Regions from separate parts of the Gossypium hirsutum genome. Here region 2 is linked to region 1. A link is a contact called in public Hi-C data. All regions are on one chromosome and are shown on one strand. The core of a region is the stretch at or near the end of the contact, and the rest is flanking DNA. Distances in the headings are between cores, read along the strand shown. Region 1 holds the start of LOC107893645 (protein ALWAYS EARLY 2). Region 2 has its middle 8.1 kb from the start of LOC121212413.

The links. A called contact is a pair of places that touch in the nucleus more often than the background predicts.
Region 2: a Hi-C map of leaf shows a contact between it and region 1, with 4 times the contacts expected there. The contact joins the enhancer-like site here to the promoter of LOC107893645 in region 1. A contact is called at or near these places in 16 of 34 Hi-C or Micro-C datasets (anther, callus, fibers and 4 more).

The regions. Positions count from the first base shown.
Region 1 is chrA13:76,186,782-76,191,807 of Gossypium_hirsutum_v2.1, reverse strand. It overlaps LOC107893645 (protein ALWAYS EARLY 2), which reads right to left and starts at 2,096. Exons shown (of 20, transcript XM_016818687.2): 1 at 1,909-2,096; 2 at 1,314-1,434; 3 at 1,066-1,161; 4 at 842-904. The coding sequence starts at 1,418.
Region 2 is chrA13:76,389,115-76,394,140 of Gossypium_hirsutum_v2.1, reverse strand. No RefSeq gene overlaps it. Among protein-coding and RNA genes, the nearest start is that of LOC121212413, 8.1 kb to the left of the region's middle. Within about 2 kb of position 2,805, at least 8 of the 9 cell types and tissues checked have an H3K27ac peak or open chromatin away from gene starts, as enhancers often do. A contact at or near this core is called in fibers, hypocotyl and leaf, where this site is marked.

The DNA of each region.
Region 1 (5,026 bases), core at 847-3,346:
AAGTTATCTATCCTAAATAGGGGTGAGCATTCCATCAAATCGAGTGAAAAAATTTTGAGTTGACAAGTCCTTTTTCATCTTCCTAACTCGATTTGAAATTTGCTTGAATCGAGTCGAGTAAAATGAAATTCGAGTCGAGTCGAATCGAATCGAGTCAAGTAAAATGAAATTCGAGTCGAGTCGAATCGAATCGAATCGAATGAAATTGGTTGAGTTAAATTAAAAAACTAAACATAAATATTGGAGCACATAAATTTGAACCCATATATATTTGAAAACTTTTTCAAAATAAAATAGTAATAAAAATAACTTAGCTAAACTTGCATTACTAATTAACATATTTAGCTCCCAAAATTATTATTTTAGAAAAAATTTTAAATTTTAACTTTCTTTATGTATCTTTTATATATTTTTTTAAAATTTTTATAATTTAAAAAAAAAAAGAATAAATTTTAGAATTTTTATAAATATTTTGAATTTTAAAATTATTTTAAATTATTTTGTAATTTTTGTTGAGAGTGACAATTTGCTCATTTTCAAAATTGACGGGAAATAAAGGGTAGTGACACCAATCTGTAACTCAAATTATTCGAGTTATTTGAACTGTAAAATTTAACTCAACTCGAACTCGAAACTCGAATAACTCGATTCGATTATCTCAAAATTCAAATTCTTTTTCGATTTTTTCGAACTGAATCAAGTCCTAATCTAAGCATTTCCTTGGGCATTTTAGAAACAAACATCATGAAACCCATAAGCATTCAAGGACAAGATTAAGCAATCAAAGATGAATTGGATAACTGATTAGAGTGCTTAAAGCTACATCGAGACCTAACCATACCCGATTCATAATGTAAAAGGCCTCCACCATTTCAGTGGATCTGTTACGTACAGCAGCAGCCACCTAAACATAAGCAACCACAAATTTAAAATGAAAAAGGAAGTGTTAATTATGCTTATAGAATACCTAGATGGAGCATCATCACAATATAAAATTACAGTGAAACCATTAAACTTTTTTATTATAGTTCTCGAAGTAAATACTGTGGCAGGTAGCTAATATACCTTCTTCCAATCTTTCCCATACTCCCGATAAGCTTTATAAAACCGCTCGATCTCTGCCTTGCTCCATGGAGATCCTAACTTGTCAAATAGTTTCTTCTATAGCATAGAATACAACAGTCCATGCATCAAAACGACTCACAATTAGCATATGATGATGCCACGTAAAACAGAGTATCCATCAAACAGCCAAAGGCAAGAAAATTTGATCTTCAAATCAAATAATCAATTAAAAATGACAAAACACCTACCTTTGGGTTACTTTTTCTTGAATTTCCTGCGTCTTTATCAGGAGATACTTCACATTTACTCGAATATTGTTTGTTCACAGTTTTATATTTTCTTGTTGGGGCCATCAATGACTTCCTTTATCTGAAGCATTCCATCATAAAACATGAACTTGAAAAAGAAAAGGGGAAATTTGAAAAAGATAGTGCAGATGTAAAATCGATGTTAACAATGAACTTTAAAAAAATAATAAGTTGTAATTTTTTTTAGAACCAGCAAAAAGAAACACCACAAAATCTCAAAATCACAATCAAAATTTCATTCACAATTGAAACACCTAAAATTTTACGTATTGAAAATAAAAAAAGATTGCAAAACAATGCTGCTCTAAAACCACTAGAACGGCAAAGCCAATTTGGCTTAATCCATAAAGTCACCTTGAAAACCGCTTCAAACCCACTGAAGAAAACCGAAAACACTTTTAAAAGAAACGAAAATTCAAAATTTTAACCGAAAGCTCCTTTAAAAATTGCAAAAATGAATTTAAAAAACCACAGTGATGGTTCAAAATCTCAACTTTTAAACCCTAATTCACAGATCGGAGACAATTCCACTTACCAATTGCCGGCCTTTTCCCAGCTGAACCAACACATTTAACAAAAAAAAAAGAATTAGAGAAAGAAAGATTTTTCAGAGAAATTTAAAAAAGAAATAAAAAGAAAAAACAGAATTTTGAGAAAGAACAACTTTTGAGAGAGCGAAAAGTGGCGTTGCCGCGAAACTTGAATATAAAGGTGGTTTGGCCAATGATATTATTTTGTTTTTTATTTATTTATTTTTAATTTTTCTTGGCTTTACTCTGTTTCAGTCTATGGGATTATGAATAAGTTGTCATTACCGTACACGTGGCAATTTGAAGTATTGGTAATGAAGCTGAGGTCCGATTTGATGGCATAGGTTTGGGTTCTATGTAGATGATAATAGCGGATTAAATTTGAAACTTTTCTAGACTAATTTTCAAACCAGTCCCTACTTTTATGGGTAAATCTTTTTAGCAGCCGCTAAGATTTTAACAATTAAATTCATCGGTCTCATGGGAAAATTAAACTCCTAGGTTATTGGGAAAATAGTAATGGAATTGGAGAAAATATTTAAATATTATATCATGACAGCATCCTAATATCATATTATTAAAATATACACCAGTTTATTAAAATTATCAATAACCCACTATAAAAGATATATCCACAACCACAACTACTGAGAGAGCTTAATTGGCAATTGAAATGGGTTGATTTTAAGACACAGAGGGATATTTTGAGTATAATGTTATATTAATATATAAAAATGAGAACAGATCCACTTAAAATTTATTAATTTTGCATAATTTTTTGACCACGCTGAGATTAAAATACAAATTTTTCCTCTTTCCTAATCTGTATGCACAATAAAACGCTAAACGTTTCCCTTTTTTTTTTCATGTTAAAATTCCCTTTTATTGGAGGTAATAAAAGCATTGATTGTGACAATTTGATTCACATATGTTTTATTTTAATAACACAAATAGACACAACTATGCACTGCATGCAAGCCAGGGGTGAAAAAGTAGTGTTATCACTCATAAGTCAAGCAACCAAATCTATTGGAATTGCAGACTTGTGTTTCATTTTATATAGCTATGGTGGTGGTATCGGGAAAATGTTTAAAGCTTACAAAGATCCTTAATTTTTTGCATGTTTCTCTTCCGTAGAAAAAATTTAGATCTTACTAGTTTCAACACAACTGAAAAAAGAAGTTCACATAGCCACATTGGAGAACATTTTCATCACCCTTTCTTGTTGGCTTTAACAGTAAGAGTGTGAAGGGCGACCCCAAAAAGCAGGTTTTTATCAAATATTGTTTCGGATTTCCAGTGCACTCGCTCAATAATACCTAAAAGTAGAGGGGATATTAATTCTCTTGCTCCATGAAAATTACTAGTTGTTTTACATTCCTGAACTATTGTCTTGCCTCTTGTATATTCTTAAGCCACTGTTCCACTCTCCTTTCATGGCACACTAATATGTAATAACACTAGAAAGAAAAAGAAGCCAAATATAAAAATTTTGTGTATTTGTTCATATTATTTTTATGTATTGAAATAAATTTATACGTAAATATTTTATATATATATATAACAGGCTTTTATATTCATATTCTACAATCACGATTTGTTTGTTTTAACCATAGTTTAATGTATTTAATTATTTTCTCATATTATATTGTCCATATTTTGTCTAATTAATTTGGTATAAAGATTCAACTTTAACATTAACTTCATTTCCTTATAAATTCAATCATTAAAGTTATCTATAATTAATATCAATATTATATTTAAAATTTTAATATAACTTTTTTTTCTAAATTACGAGGGTTATATTCTAGTTCTATTAAAAAAACTTCAATAATGATTATTGAGTTCAAATAAAATAGCAAAAAATTTGTGACATTAAAAGATGATATCAAATTTCTCACACTTATATTTTGCATAATTGGTTAATATCATATCATATTTTTCTTTATTTGTGTATCTAGTTTCTAGTATAAATAGACTATATAACTTAATGTAAATCAAGAGGCAATATTATTTCTTTGAAATTCATTTATCATTCTTTTTCTTAAGTTTGTAGCATGGTATCAAGAGCTTAGTTTCCCCTTTTATTTATTTATTTTTCTTTTCTTCTCCAAGTCATTTACTTTTTATCTTTTGTTTTGTCCAGTGACACGACGTTTTCAGTCTCCGGGCTGGCTATCGCCCGTCTTTTTTCTCCCTCCCACCAACATTTTCTTTATTTATTCTTCTCATTCACTTCATATGGCTTCTTTTTTTACAATTTGCAGATCTATTTTATGGACGGTGCCTGTAGTCGCTAAAACTCCAAAAAAAATTTTGCCCTTTTTGGTCCTATTTCTAGCTTTGTACTCTGTTTCCCGTGTTTTGTCTTTCTTTGTCCAAGCTGAGTCATCATACTCAATCCATTCTGAGCCGTTCATTACTCTATTGACCAAACTCTTTTGATCATGTTTCTAGTTTTGCCCTCTGTTTCCCGTGCTTTGGTTGTTTGTTACTCTAGGTGATTTTCATGTTTCTCGATTTTAACGGCCAAACACCTACTATCGGTGGTTGGTCATCATCCTCCTTGTTCTTTTCTATTTTTTATGTACTCCTCTTGATTTAATAACCCCTTTTGGGGGTCTTATCTCCTTGTTCTACTTTGTTTTTTGATGTCCTCCTCTCGGTTTAATAACCCCTTTCGAGGGTCTTGTCTCCTTGTTCTACTCTATTTTCTAATGTCTTCCTCTTGGTTTAATAATCCCTTTTAGGGTCCTTGTCCGAGCTTTCATGGCTTTTTTATTTTTTATTATTTTTTCTTCTCACAAGCGAACCTTTGTTAATGAGGGACCGATGTGGTGTTCTGATGCCAGTATTCCATTTTTTGTGAGAGAGTTACTACAACTCTTGAATGGTGAATGGGTGGTGGTTCCTAAAGCCTCCAAATGCTACTTTTCTTGTTTTTATGTTTTTTGCTAGATCCAATATCTCCATTGATTTAGTCATTGTTTGGATATTGTTCTAGGTTAGATGTCGCCGACGGTTGATTTCAGTCGATCTAGGGTCATTGTGAACCTTTGCTCTCTTACAGTGTCTTTCGATTGGTGATCAAGGATGCTCGGCTCTATCTTATGCTTCATTGTT
Region 2 (5,026 bases), core at 1,556-4,055, 200 kb before region 1:
ACACTGAACATAGGATAATGAGCCGAAACTGAGAGAAATTCTCTGGATTCTAGACTTTGGGAATTAACACAATAAGTGTGTTATTAAACTCTGGGTCGATGATACCTCTTCCAAAAACTTTCTTGACCCACACACAAATGGTATCTCCAATAATATCCCATTGGTTTTGAAAGAACGTAGCTTGAAACCCATTGCTACCTAGAGCTTTCAGGGGTGCCATATGAAAGAGAGCAGCCTTTATTTCTTCATTCGTAACATTCCTTCCGAGAAAGTCAACATCTTCATTGCTAAGGCTAGGATAAGCACTCAGAGGCATACTTCCTGACGAGCCTAGATTCTCCCTATAAAGATTCTAGAAAAACTTAACCTCTTCAGTTTTGAGAACCTCAGGATAAAAAACCCAATCCCCATCAGTGTTACGTAGAGCAGTGATTTTATTAAAATTTCTCCTCTGAATAGTACGCCTATGAAAATAACTCGGGTTGCGGTCTCCCAAATTCAGCCATTCACACCTTGATTTTTGTTTCCAAAGCATCTTCTCATGATGAAAAATATTTTCAAGCTTTTCACGAATTGAAATTTCCTGATGTATAAGATATTTAGACCTTGAAAGGTCCAACGCATGTTGAGTTCTAGAAAGCTTATGCATTAAATGTCTCTTTATTTGGTTGATATGTCCATAAACACATTTGTTCCAGCTTCTAAGTTTATCCATAAAAATAGCAATCGTACTAAACAAATCACCGTTGAAGCTCCAATTCTTCTTGACAAAGTCAGGAAAATTTTGATGGTGTAACCAACCAGCTAAAAAATGGAGGGACAATTAGGAGCAAGCTTTTCTTTATGGCAAAATTTAAAAAAGAGGGGACGATGATTAGACTTAATTCTGGGTAAATGGGACAACGAACAATTAGGAAATGAATCCATCTAAATGTCGTTACCCACAGCCCTGTTAAGTCTCTTAGAGAGATTACCACGATGCCATGTAAAAGGTGGTCCCTGAAAACCCAGATCATGCAAAAGGGCTTTATCTATAAAGTCACCAAAGAACTGACATCTGCGACCTTTGATATGACTTGAATGTCCTACCGATGGCTGAGGTCCTGTATTTGTTGTAGGTTCTCCACAGCTCGTGTGAGCAGCATCGTGTAGCTTACATTTCAACCCATAGCTCATGTGAGCAGGCTTATTTCACAGCTCGTGTGAGTATTGGTGTAAAGGAAAGGTTACAATTATATGGAAAGGCACACTATGTGTGAACATTCCCGAGTATCTGATGTAATTCTAGATGGTTCAACGGGTAAGAAAAGGAAATGAAATGGTAAGTATGCAAATGGAATGAATCATGATCTTATAATAACATTGAGGAGTTAAATGATGTGTTTATATATGGTAAACTACATATCTTATGGTTGATTTCATTTGTATCATGGACAAGTGTACTAACTTGTGAGTTTGATGATGTTGTATAGGCTTTTACTAAGCTTATGGCATTGGAAATGATTTATTCTTGATCTATGAATTGTATAAATGAAATGGTAAGTTATGTTTAAGTTTATACAAGCTTATTAAGCCCTCATTGCTTATGTAGTTACTTTCCTTTGTTTTATTTTTTATCATCAGAAGAGAGGATGGAATTGAAATCTCTAATTGCCATCCAAGAAACATCCCCAATTGGAATTGAGCGACTTAAATCATGCCACAAAACCTTCTTATTCATTTTATCAAGACTTCCATACACAAAAGCAACAAGGATCGACTTAGGAGTTAAAAAAGAACAGATATGAGCCAAAATGAATTGAGAATGGTTACCAACAACCTTTAAGTCAATCGAATTTTTCTATCCGATCCAAATACCTCTAGGAAATCCTACTGCTTCAACACGGCAAGACTTATCCCAACCCAACTTAGCAATGATTGTGTCAGCTTTATTCCCACTAATTTTTAAGTAAACTAAAAATATCAGGCTTATACTGATTATTATACTCACAAAAAGCTCGCAGAAACTTATTAGACGCACATCCCTATACATTCCAAGATAAAATAGACAAATTCATATTAATAAAATAAAAAATAAAAGGATAGAAAACTTATCTCATTGAGGAACGAAAGAAGAAATTTCCACATCCTCCCGAAGTTGCCTTTGCAGATCCTTGGCAGATTTTCCATTAAATTTCGAAGTAATAAGTTTTGTTGCTCTCTTCGTAGAATCAACAAATGGAACATGAATATTTTCAGAATTTTTAAAATGACTTCCTAATCCTTCTATGGTTTTATTGGGCTTCCAACCTCCTTTAGAACCAGACCCTTTGGAATTTTGACCCTTAGGAGCCTCTTTAGATAAATTAATTCCAACCGATTGACTACCCCCCGATTCTCTAGTCACATTCTCCAGCATACTTTTGTTATAAAACACGACTGCCGAATGATTTTGGCCTCTAAAACACCTTCCTTCACCTCCACATTAATAAAAGAGTTTTCTTCAAAAGCAAGATTAAAATGCACAACATGGTCCACTTGTTTATGAAGAGATAATTGAGGTTCCATTTGTATTTGACCTGTACCATCAACATTATGTGAATTTAAAATTGAAGGAAAAACCGCATTAGAAATACTTGAAATTAAAGGCCTATTATTTTCTTCAACATTTGGCAAAGAAATAAACGAGGTAATTGAGTCTTTCAAAGGTTCGCCTGCATGTGCTTCCAAATCCCGGACTTCCTACTGTGGCCCACCGTAATCTTTATTGGAGGCCTGTTTGCTGTTGAATAAAGGGGCCAAGTTATTATCAGCCGGATCCAATTGTTGACCTAGGCCCGTCTTAGGTTGAACCATGGACTGACCAACTTGAGGGCAAAAGATCATTAGCTCACGGGCCTGACCCTTAGTCAAATTCACCACTGACAGATTTCTTAGAACCATTACCCGGTTTCTTACTCGTTGCAGCCTTGATTTGAGAGCTAATTAAATGGGCTTTCCCTTTATTCTTCATAGCCACCTGTTCACTATTAATCACACCCGTTCTTGATGAAACCGCCTCTAAATAAGCTAAATCAGCTAGGAAAGGGAACTGCGATCCCTGAATTTTCTCTCATTTCAAATTATGTCCTTTTTTGTTTCCTTCCAGATTGTCGCGCTTAGACCTCCTCTCCACCAGCGTCCAAGATCCATACTCCTCTTCTCCGATCGTCGCAACAGTGGTAGGAACACGCCTCGATGACTCACCCTTCTCAATCTCCCCTGAGGTCCGTATGTCCGATGAATAGGTTTCTTTAGTGTAGCCGTAATAGCCACATTTAAAACATACCACGGGTAAGTTTTCATATTTAATCCTCTGTAGGTTGCCATTAATAAGAATTTTAGAGACCAACGGCTGCCCTAAATTGACAAAAAACTACCATACGAGCATACCGTCCCCTTGCTCTATTGTCTGTGTTCAAATCCAACTTAGTGACTTTGCCTATCATACCCTCAATCTCCATGAGAATCTATTTCTTATAAAAATGGCTGGGTAGACCGGGAAACCGAATCCATGTGAGAACCGAATTTGGATAGGGTAGTTTAGGGTTGAAGTCGATGGTCCAAGGTTGGACAGTAAGGTAGTGACCAAAAATAACCCATGGTCCCTGAGAAAGGATTTTGTCATAGTCTTCAGTATTCTGAAACTTTGCAAGAAAATAGCCATTTTCAATATCCATTAATTGAAAAGGCTTAGACGGTCTCCAAATCCCATATAACATATTTTGCAAGGTCGAGATTCGAATATTTCTTCCCAGCATCTTAAGTACCATCGAGGTTGACATTTCTTTTTCCAAGAGTTGATAAACTCTCTCCGAAAAACCAATGGAAGAAACCCCATCAACAAAAGATTTCTTGACATCCTGCTACGTAAAGGCGAAACTATCAGCAAAGTGCTGGCCATCCTTTTTATTATTCTGATCTAAAGATTCCTTTCCCACTAACGTATCCTTCTATTACAATGAAGGCTCTGGTATAGGATCCACAACCATCACATCATCAGAAGACACGTCTGAATTCTTGAAGCGAACCTTCTTACTGTTGGAGTCATCAGGAATAGAGGCATCATCTCCATTCCCGTTAGCAAAATCAACCGAAGAAGATGAGAGCAATTTTTTAGCGTTGGTGTAATTTAATACTTATATTTGACAATTTATATACAACTTAAACACTAACTAAGTGATAATTAAAAAATAAAATCAATCTTTATTTAAACCTTAATTAATGAAATAGACTCTTTTCCATCTCTTGCAAATAATAAATCATTAAATCTTTGTAAAAAAATCAATAAATATGCATGGACTAAACTAAATGTAATTAAACAATACTATAAAATTGTTATAATATTAATTATTAGTTATTTTGACCGGTAAGTTTAGATTTTTTATTTAAGTTATAATTCTATTTTAAAGTAATAATTCTAAATTGAATTCTAAATATTTTTAAATGTCAATTTAGTACTATGCTTGAAAATAAAGGGTATTTTCATCAGTTCAAATGTTTTTTCAAACTTATACTTTTATATATACTAGTTTCCATGTCACGTTTACATATTTATTTATTAAATTTATTAAATATTAAATGAAAATCAGTGTAACTCATATAAAATTCCATTAATTTTGATAAATAATTGAGAGAATAAAATAATATTTTAAAAGTAAAGAAAATAAAAAATGAGAAATAACCAATAGTAAAATATTTAGTAATTAAATAAAACAACTTGTTATTCGAATATGAGTAAAAAATTCACCTATGAAGAACCATTATTTTCATACTTTATTACCTTTGACATAATATTTCACAACACAACAAAAAACAATTTTTAGCATTGTTAATGACTGGGCAATGTGATACACGGTTGGAAACTTTAGGTACCAAATTGATACAAAAAATTCCTTAGGTACCAAAGTGATAATTGCATGAAACTTTGGGGGTAAATAATACATTAACATTATATATAATGTTATCTCACACATTTAAATTTTACTAATAATAAAAAATTAATTTT